Regions from separate parts of the Mus musculus genome. Here region 1 is linked to region 2. A link is a contact called in public Hi-C data. All regions are on one chromosome and are shown on one strand. Each heading gives the region's core, a stretch centred on a gene start, on an enhancer-like site or on the middle of the called end of the contact. The rest is flanking DNA. Distances are from core to core; before and after follow the strand shown. Region 1 has its middle 6.5 kb from the start of Gm46521. Region 2 has its middle 2.9 kb from the start of Snord83b.

What was found. Hi-C and Micro-C count contacts between places; a contact is called where the count stands out from the background.
Region 1: a contact with region 2 is called in a Hi-C map of the G1E-ER4 cell line, with 4 times the contacts expected there. The contact joins two enhancer-like sites. A contact is called at or near these places in 2 of 39 promoter capture datasets (the 3T3-L1 cell line and 3T3-L1-derived adipocytes), 3 of 15 datasets of contacts at CTCF or cohesin (CD8 T cells and embryonic stem cells), 79 of 484 Hi-C or Micro-C datasets (the AML12 cell line, the Ba/F3 cell line, the C2C12 cell line and 54 more), 31 of 115 datasets of contacts at active chromatin or transcription factors (the 230-238 cell line, CD8 T cells, the HPC-7 cell line and 20 more) and 3 of 9 other capture datasets (adipose tissue, liver and pancreatic islet).

Annotation. Positions count from the first base shown.
Region 1 is chr15:80,217,219-80,220,970 of GRCm38.p6, reverse strand. No RefSeq gene overlaps it. Among named protein-coding and RNA genes, the nearest start is that of Gm46521, 6.5 kb to the left of the region's middle. Within about 2 kb of position 1,535, at least 161 of the 459 cell types and tissues checked have an H3K27ac peak or open chromatin away from gene starts, as enhancers often do. A contact at or near this core is called in the G1E-ER4 cell line, the STO cell line, adipose tissue and 3 more, where this site is marked.
Region 2 is chr15:80,073,585-80,077,714 of GRCm38.p6, reverse strand. No RefSeq gene overlaps it. Among named protein-coding and RNA genes, the nearest start is that of Snord83b, 2.9 kb to the left of the region's middle. Within about 2 kb of position 2,819, at least 56 of the 459 cell types and tissues checked have an H3K27ac peak or open chromatin away from gene starts, as enhancers often do. A contact at or near this core is called in the G1E-ER4 cell line, the STO cell line, adipose tissue and 3 more, where this site is marked.

The sequences.
Region 1 (3,752 bases), core at 286-2,785, 140 kb before region 2:
ATGCATATGGTGTGTGTGCATATGCAGATTAGAGGTTAGCTGGGGAGTGGTGGCACAAGCCTTTAATCCCAGCAGAGGATAGGTGGATTTCTGAGTTCAAGGCCAGCCTGGTCTACAAAGTGAGTTTCAGGACAGCCAGGGCTACACAAAGAAACCCTGTCTCAAAAAAAAAAAAAAAAAAAAAGAGAGAGACAGAGAGAGAGATTAAAGGTTGATGCAGGGTCTTTCAAACCATATTTCTTGAGGCAGGTTTCCCACCGGACCCCAGAGCTTTCTGATTTACCTAGTCTAGCTCACTTGCTTCGGGGAATTCCTGTCTCCACTTCCTGAGGCTTACAGGTTGACCACCACACCTGCCTGGCATTTACATGAATACTGGGGATTTGAACTCTGGTCTTCGTGCTTGTACAACAAGTACTTTCTCTACTGGGTCCTCTCCCCACCCCCACCAGTGAGCTTTGAGCCCTGCCCCACTTCTTCTGCTTTCCCCAGTTAAAAGAGGGAACTCTGCATAACTTATGTAAATTTGATTTAAATGTGATTTTTGGCTACTGGGCTGGAGTGGTGCACATCTTTAGTGATCTCAGGACTCAGGAGGCAAAGGCAGGTAGATCTGTAAGTTTGAGGCCAGCCTGGTCTAAAGAGAAACCTGTCTCAATAGACAGACAAAAAGTTTCAAAAATTAAATAATGTGTGCCAAGCATGGTGGTGTAGATGTGAGTGTGTGTGAATGTGTGTGTGTGTGTGTGTGTGTGTGTGTGTGTGTGAGTGTGGGGGTGGGGATAGGGAGGTGTACTGTTGGTATTGGTGTTGTCTTAGTATTTACCCCTGGTTGTCTCGGAACTCAATGTGTAGGCTAAACTGGCCTTGAATTCACAGAGATCTGACTGCTTTTCTCTCTGCCTCCTGAGTGCTGGGATTAAAGGTGTGTAATACCGTATCTGAGTGTTTCTTTTTTCTTTGTAGGTTTTTTGTTTGGTTATTTTTGGGGTTTTGTTTTGTTTTTGTTTTAGACTGGGTCACATGCAGTCCAAGCTGGCCTCATACTCCTGGGTTGTTGAGTCATATCTGTCCCAGGCACATAAAAGCCATTCCAAAACATTCCAAAAGAGTAGCTACTGTTTGTGTGTGTGTGTACCTCAGGATACCTCCCCATATCCAGCTGATGGCACTGGATAAATGAGTGGTCAAGACCAGGATGGAGAGGACAGGGAAGTAATCTCAGATGGAAGCTGAGTTCCACACTGGCCCTGCCGAGTCTCAGGAGACCTCGATGCCTTGGGACCCTTGCAACAGGCAGCTGACCAGGGAGCTGGGCGCTGAGTAGGGAGGGCTCCCTGGAGAGGTGCAACCAGCCCTACTTTGTTGGGGATTGAGATCCACAGGCAGAGCAGACAGATTTCTAGGAAGATAAGAAGGTCAGCAGGACAATGAAGAAGCGGGAAGAGGCAAAGAAAAACAGATGAGTCACAGGGGCGAAGGGAAGAAGCCCAGGGAGGAAATGCATGACCCGTGTGTCACGTATACCACATCGAAGGAGGGGGAGGGGCACAGGGGATTTTTAAACCTCCACCAAGCTCAGACTCTGCTGCCAGGCGCATGCGCGCGCGCACACACAACTGCCCACCGCAGCTGGAGACCTGTAATACACACACCCCATCTGACAGATGAGCATCCAGGAGCCGGACGTGAGCAAGGGAGGGCTGCTAGGTGCTGAGGAGACCGGACATAGACAGCTGAGGTGCCAAGGGTGACATCTTGTCCTCATTTCTTTCAGAAAACTATCTGTTCTCTTCCTTGACTAGTAAAGGCTCAACTCTGACTTTCCTAAGCGTCTAAACTGATCTGAGATTCCACCCAAGTCATCCAGATCTGCTCAGGATGGTCAACAGACCTAACGGAAGCCAACAAGATCCAAGCCCAAGAGTTTATTTTGTTTGGGGGTTTTGGTTTTTCAAGACAAGGTTTCTCCGTGTAGTCCTAGCTGTCCTGAAACTCTGACAAGCAGGCTGGCCTCAAACTCAGAAATCCACCTGCCTCTGCCTCTCAGGTGCTGGGATTAAAGGTGTGCATCACCATGCCTGGCTCAGAAAATTTTTAAAGATTTTCATTTGTATTGATTTTTCAAAACAGGGTTTCTCCTGTAGTACTTGCTATCCTGGAACTCTCTGTAGACCAGGTTGGCTTCAAACTCAGGTCCCAAGAGATGCTCCTGCCTCTGACTCCTGAGAGCTGGGATTAAAGGCACACATCACCATCACCTAGCCAAGATTTGTCTTTCTTAATCTTATGAGTATTTTGTCTGTGTCTAAGTAAGGACACTGCAAACTTGTACTGGTGCCCACAGAGACCAGAAGAGAGCTCTAGGTCCCCTGAAACTGGAGTTACACATGGCTGTGGTAACTTGTGGGTGCTGGATATCAAACTCATGTCCCCTTAGAAAGCAACCCTTGTTAAGCTCTGAGCAGTCTCTCCAGGCCCACTAGCTTTACTTTGAGAAAGATCTAGTAAGTAACAAAATCTTGGCTAACCTGGAACTCTGTATGTAGACCAGGATGGCCTCAAACTTATAACAGTGTTCCTACCTCTATCTCTCAAATGCTGAGATTATGGAAGCACACCACCGTGCCCAGCTCAAGCACAAGACTGTGTGCCTGCACAGATGTGCACACAAGCAGATGTGCACTGGTTCACATGTGCATGTAGAGGCTAAGGTCCATGTCCAGTGTCATCTTTAGTCACTTCTCTACCTTGTTTTTAATTTTTTTTATGTATATGAGTACACTGTCGCTGTCTTCAGACACACCAGAAAAGGCATCAGATCCCATTACAGACGGTTGTTAGCCACGTGGTTGCTGGGAATTGAACTCAGGACCTCTGGAAGAGCAGTCAGTGCTCTTAACTACTGAGCCATCTCTCCAGCCCTCCACCTTATTTATTTATTCATATTTGAGACAGGGTGTCTCACTGAAGCTGGAGTTCACCCATTAGCTCGACTGCCTGGCCAGCAAACTCCAGGAACCCGTCTGCCTTCCCAGTCCTAGGGATGCTAGATATGTGCCACTGAGCCTAGCTTGTTTGTTTCTGTGGCCCTGATCCCTGGACTCCAGGTACTTTACCAACCAAGCCATCTTCCAAGTCTCCAGGCGCAGGGCTGTTAGGGAAAAGAACCTGTTCCTTCTGTCTGAAGAAAAGAGAAAGTGAAGCTGGGAGCTGTTGCAACCATCTCAGAAGCTCGAAGACTAACGGTACAGGGACAGCTCGCAAAGTCGAGGCCAGTGAGCTATGGAGCCGGATGGCATTGCACTGACAAATGGCCGGTACGTCAAGCTGCGAGGTCACCAACACCACCTGACGCTTGACTGTCAGCAAGCCAGCAAGTTCCTTCTCTGCCTTGGTAGTTTGGGTTGGTTTTCTTGTCATTAAAAACAAATGTATCAGTTGCTTACAAGTCTGATGGAACTCAGTCTCATTAAAGCACCTCAAAGCTTTTCAAAGAGAGTTCTAGGACAGCCAGGACCACCAAGTAAGATCCTGTCTCAAAGAAACCTTATTTTTACATATATATATATATACATACATATATATATGTGTGTGTGTGTGTCTATATATATATATACCATATATATATGGGTGCAGAAGGGGCTATCAGGTCCCATGGAGCTAGAGTTACAAGTGTTTGTAAGTTGCCTGATGTGGGTGCTAGGGACCAAACTCTGGCCTGTGATCAAGACCAGCAAGTGTTCTTAACC
Region 2 (4,130 bases), core at 1,570-4,069:
CTGTCCTGGAACTCACTCTGTAGACCAGGCTGGCCTCGAATTCAGAAATCCGTCTGCCTCCCAAGTGCTGGGATTAAAGGTGTGCGCCACCACGCCCGGCTCCACATTTCTTTAAGAGCAGTGGCCAGCCTGGTAGCCACTAAGAACTGAAGAGCCTAGTTTAGCAACATTTGAGTTGTTGAATGAAACTGACAGGTTTGCAATGCAATGCCTAAAGCAATTGTTGGGGCTACTGAAGAGTAATGTGTCCCTAATGTATCTGTCACAGCTTCTGTATCCCCTCCCAGTCTGTACAGAGTTTGGGTCTCTGTTTCTTAGGTATTATTGATTAGGCCCTAGGCCTGCTAAAACGTGCAAAAGGTTGGGTTTGATCTACCTGATGGTTTATAGTTGGCTTGCTCTCTATCTAGTATTACCATTTAATAGGCCAACCCTCCTTAGAACAGCTTGGTTTGGCTCTGAGGCTCTAATAGGAGCTTGCATCCAATCCAGATAGTATGAGTCTGGGGTTTGACCCTGCAACCCAGTGAAAGTGGGATTGATGCTAAATCGGGTGATGATCAGCAACTTGAAGATGTATAGATTGGTATAACATTGTCTACATCAGATTAAAGGCTGCTCATGAGCCTCTGGCCTTTCATAATAGTGCTGCAACCCTACATGGGAAGAGGCTTTGGAGGTCTGCAGAGGTGGATCAGTGCTAGCTGTTGATGCTGTTTGGCAATTTAGGCTGTACTTCAGGCGTGGGCCACCAGGGGGTGGGTGTAGCACATACATGGTGAAAACCCAGCAACACTCAGTTGCATTCTCACAATATCTTGACCCCAGGCTTGGGCTCTTTTAGGGACCTCTTAGGTCTGAAGGAGGCATTGAAAGATTGCCCATTAGTGTGGCCAGTATCAGACCCCCAGAGCAACATTCTCCAGGTTAGGACCACATGTAGCCCAGGTGGTTGTATACCAGCTGGGACTCTTCAAGTGCTGGAAATATACACCCTGCTGCCTCTCAGAATAGTTCTTGGTGTGTTTACATTTAATCACCTGCATGGATGCAGAGGCAGAAGAGGAAGACAAATGAAGTTGAGCCACCTTGTGGATGTTAGGATGTCTGAATGCTGGCCCTAGCCCAAGATGGCAGCCCTAAGATACAGGCAAGGCCTGGTTAGTCTTCAGAGTCTGGTGCTCACTGTACACTAGTGCCATTGCTGGAGTACTGGAAAGACCGTCCTGAAGCTGCTTATCTCAGGAACTTGTGTGGGGAGGCAGGTTATAAATGCAGAGAAGTCCAAGTAACAGGCTGTCCAGTGATGGGGGCCTGAGCAAAAGACAGGGTGAAGCTCTGACATTTTCTTAGGAAGTAGCAAGTGAAGAGGCTCTGTGGACAGATATCTTGGGCTCTGGTCCCAGCTCCTGAGGGAGGAGAGCTGAAAAAGCCAACTGCAGGTTCCCTTGATCAGAGCTTGGTACACAGTAGCTCAAATTTTGTGAAGTACAGCATCTGTACCAGGGTGGGAGACCCAGCATTTCTGCAAGTTGCTGGACTGGGCTGAGTCATTGCCTCTCCCCACCCTTCCCATGTAAGTCCCAGAGGGTGTGCCTCCGGTGCCTGTGGCATATTCTTCTCACCAGAACCCCCAGACAGGCCTCACTGGAACCCCGTGGTGACAAAAGGAGTTCCAATCTTGGGGGAAAAAAAATACCTGCTGAGAATCTGAGCAAGTGGGAACACAGGGAAGTACTAGTGGGGTTGCAATTGCCTTAAAAGGCACGACTGCCCAAAGAGGCAGGCAGCCCTGGCTAGGCCTGCCACCTGGGCTCGCCTCAGTGCTATAACCTGGATCCTGGTGACAGTCTTGCTGGGGTGGCCATGGCCCCAGGCTGCCTCCTTCCTTAGTACAGGAAACCCCATATTCTGCCAGTTCTCAGCAAGCAGCTACTTGTCTGGTCTGGTTTTGCGATCCCTCTACCACCCTTCCCTCTACTGAAGCCTCTAACAAGGGCCTGGTCCTTGATCCAGCGGCTGGCCGACTCCCAAGAGCCTCATAGTTCCTTCTCTCCAGTCTAGCCTGAGGTCTTCACACTCAGAATCCTTAGGGCCACTCCTTGACATGGGTTCCTTACTACCCCACAGTGATACAGATGCAGAGCTGAGGTCGGGAGAAGGTACCCACTGACCAGCTGTGGGGTGGGCACTGCTGGGACTGAGCCCAGGCATCATAAAGATCACGATGCTAGAAGCAGCTGTCAAACCTGGTCTGGCTCCTGGGGGTTGGGTAGGGGAGGCAGCCTGCCTGGTGAGCCCCTAGTGTTTCACACCTCTGGCTGGGCTTCAGTCCCTACCCCTGCTATTCCCTAGTCACAGAGGAAGGTTTGCTTCTGAGCATGTGTGATCCTTACAGCCGATAGGAGTCTGAGGTAGAGAAGCTCATTCCTTGGAGTAGGGAAGCTGAAGGCAGTTGCTGCCTCAGGAGGTTAAGCTAAGCACCTGACTACTGTGTCCACTGTCTAAAACAAGCAGGACCACTAAGGCTCCATGAGGGGTAGAGGGGTGGTTCCCAGTATTTCTGCAGTCCCTTGAATCCTGTCCTTTCCCTTCCCTAAGTTCATCTATGGGCTATACCTCCTTCACAGATGGGGGTGATGGAGTGCTTATCCCTGACGACAGGCAGTGAGGAGTCAGATACAACAGTGGGTCCCCGAGTGGCTCCAGGTCACTGGTTTCATGTGATTATGGAGAAGTGGCCCTGATTCCCTCTGTTCTACTCAGCCTGGCAGAGTCAAAGGCTGAGGGAAGGTGCTAAAGATAGCCGAAGCAACCACTTCCCCATCCCTCCAGCCACCATCCACTTGCCACTTGGCTCCTCCAGCGGGTTGCCTGGCCAGCGCCCAGCCTGGGACATGACACAGGGTGCTAGGTGACAGTGGCTGACCTGTGCTTCTGCAGGTTTATCCTGTCATTCCACAGATGATAATCCAAGCAAAGGGACAGCAGTCCCCATGTGCACAGTATATGCACTTTGACCCTGACACCACCCACCTTTCTCCATACCAGAACAGCACCACTAAGGTGCGTTAAACAACCAAGCCAGTCACCCGTTCATCCATGGAAGGTCTGGGCCCGGGGCCCTTCTGCTGGAGAGCTGCTGGTTCCGGCTCGCCACTGACCTCAGTCTTTGGGTCTTGCACTGGGGGAATCTCAGCAGCTCTATCCAATTGAAAACAGCAGTGCAGCTAGGTATGTGCTGTTCTTTTTGTCTGTTCTGTTTTGTTTTTCTGAAACAGTGTTTCAGAAAAACACTGAGTGCTGGCAAAAGACTTTGTTTCTAGAAGCCAAGGCATAGAGCAGGAAGTCAGACCCAGGCTTCCAGGGTCTCTTCCCTGTAAGGGCTTTATTGCTCTTTTCCTCTAAGGCAAGGCCCTCCTGGCTGAAAGGCCTACCATGGGTCACTTGTTTGTTTGTTTGTTTTTTGTTTTTTTGTTTTGTTTTTTCAAGACAGGGCTTCTCTGTGTAGCTGTGGCTGTCCTGGAACTCACTCTGTAGACCAGGCTGGCCTCGAACTCAGATTCGCCTGCCTCTGCCTCCCAAGTGCTGGAATTAAAGGCGTGTACCACCACGCCCGGCGGTTCACATTTTTTCCTATGCCAACATTTATGAAGCACCTACTATGTGTTGGGCTCATGGAATGCCCCTTAGCCCCATTCCAGGTCTGTGAATATTTGCTGGATGCCTGAACAGTCTTGTAAGACTTTTTTTCTGGTCTGGAGAAGCAGGGCTGTGAGAACCAAGCTAATGCCCCCAATGAGGCCTAGTGAACAGCTATGCTCAGTCTTGCACCCCAAAGATTTCTATTTTCAGGTGGGGTTACCCAGGCTGGCCTGGATCTCACTATGTAGCCCAGTCTAGCCATGAATCCTGATCTTTCTGCATCAGCTTCCCAAGTGCTAGGGAACTCCAGGCACATACCACCATGCCCAGCTATGACCCAGACCTTTTGATTTGATTCACAAAACTAGAGGCGGCACTTAGCAGTCTTAGGCAGGGCTAGCCTAGGCCCTCCACTTGGCAAAATAAAACTCAGTGGAATGAGTACTGTGCAGTCAGGAAGCTCTGACACAGAACCACCTTTCCAT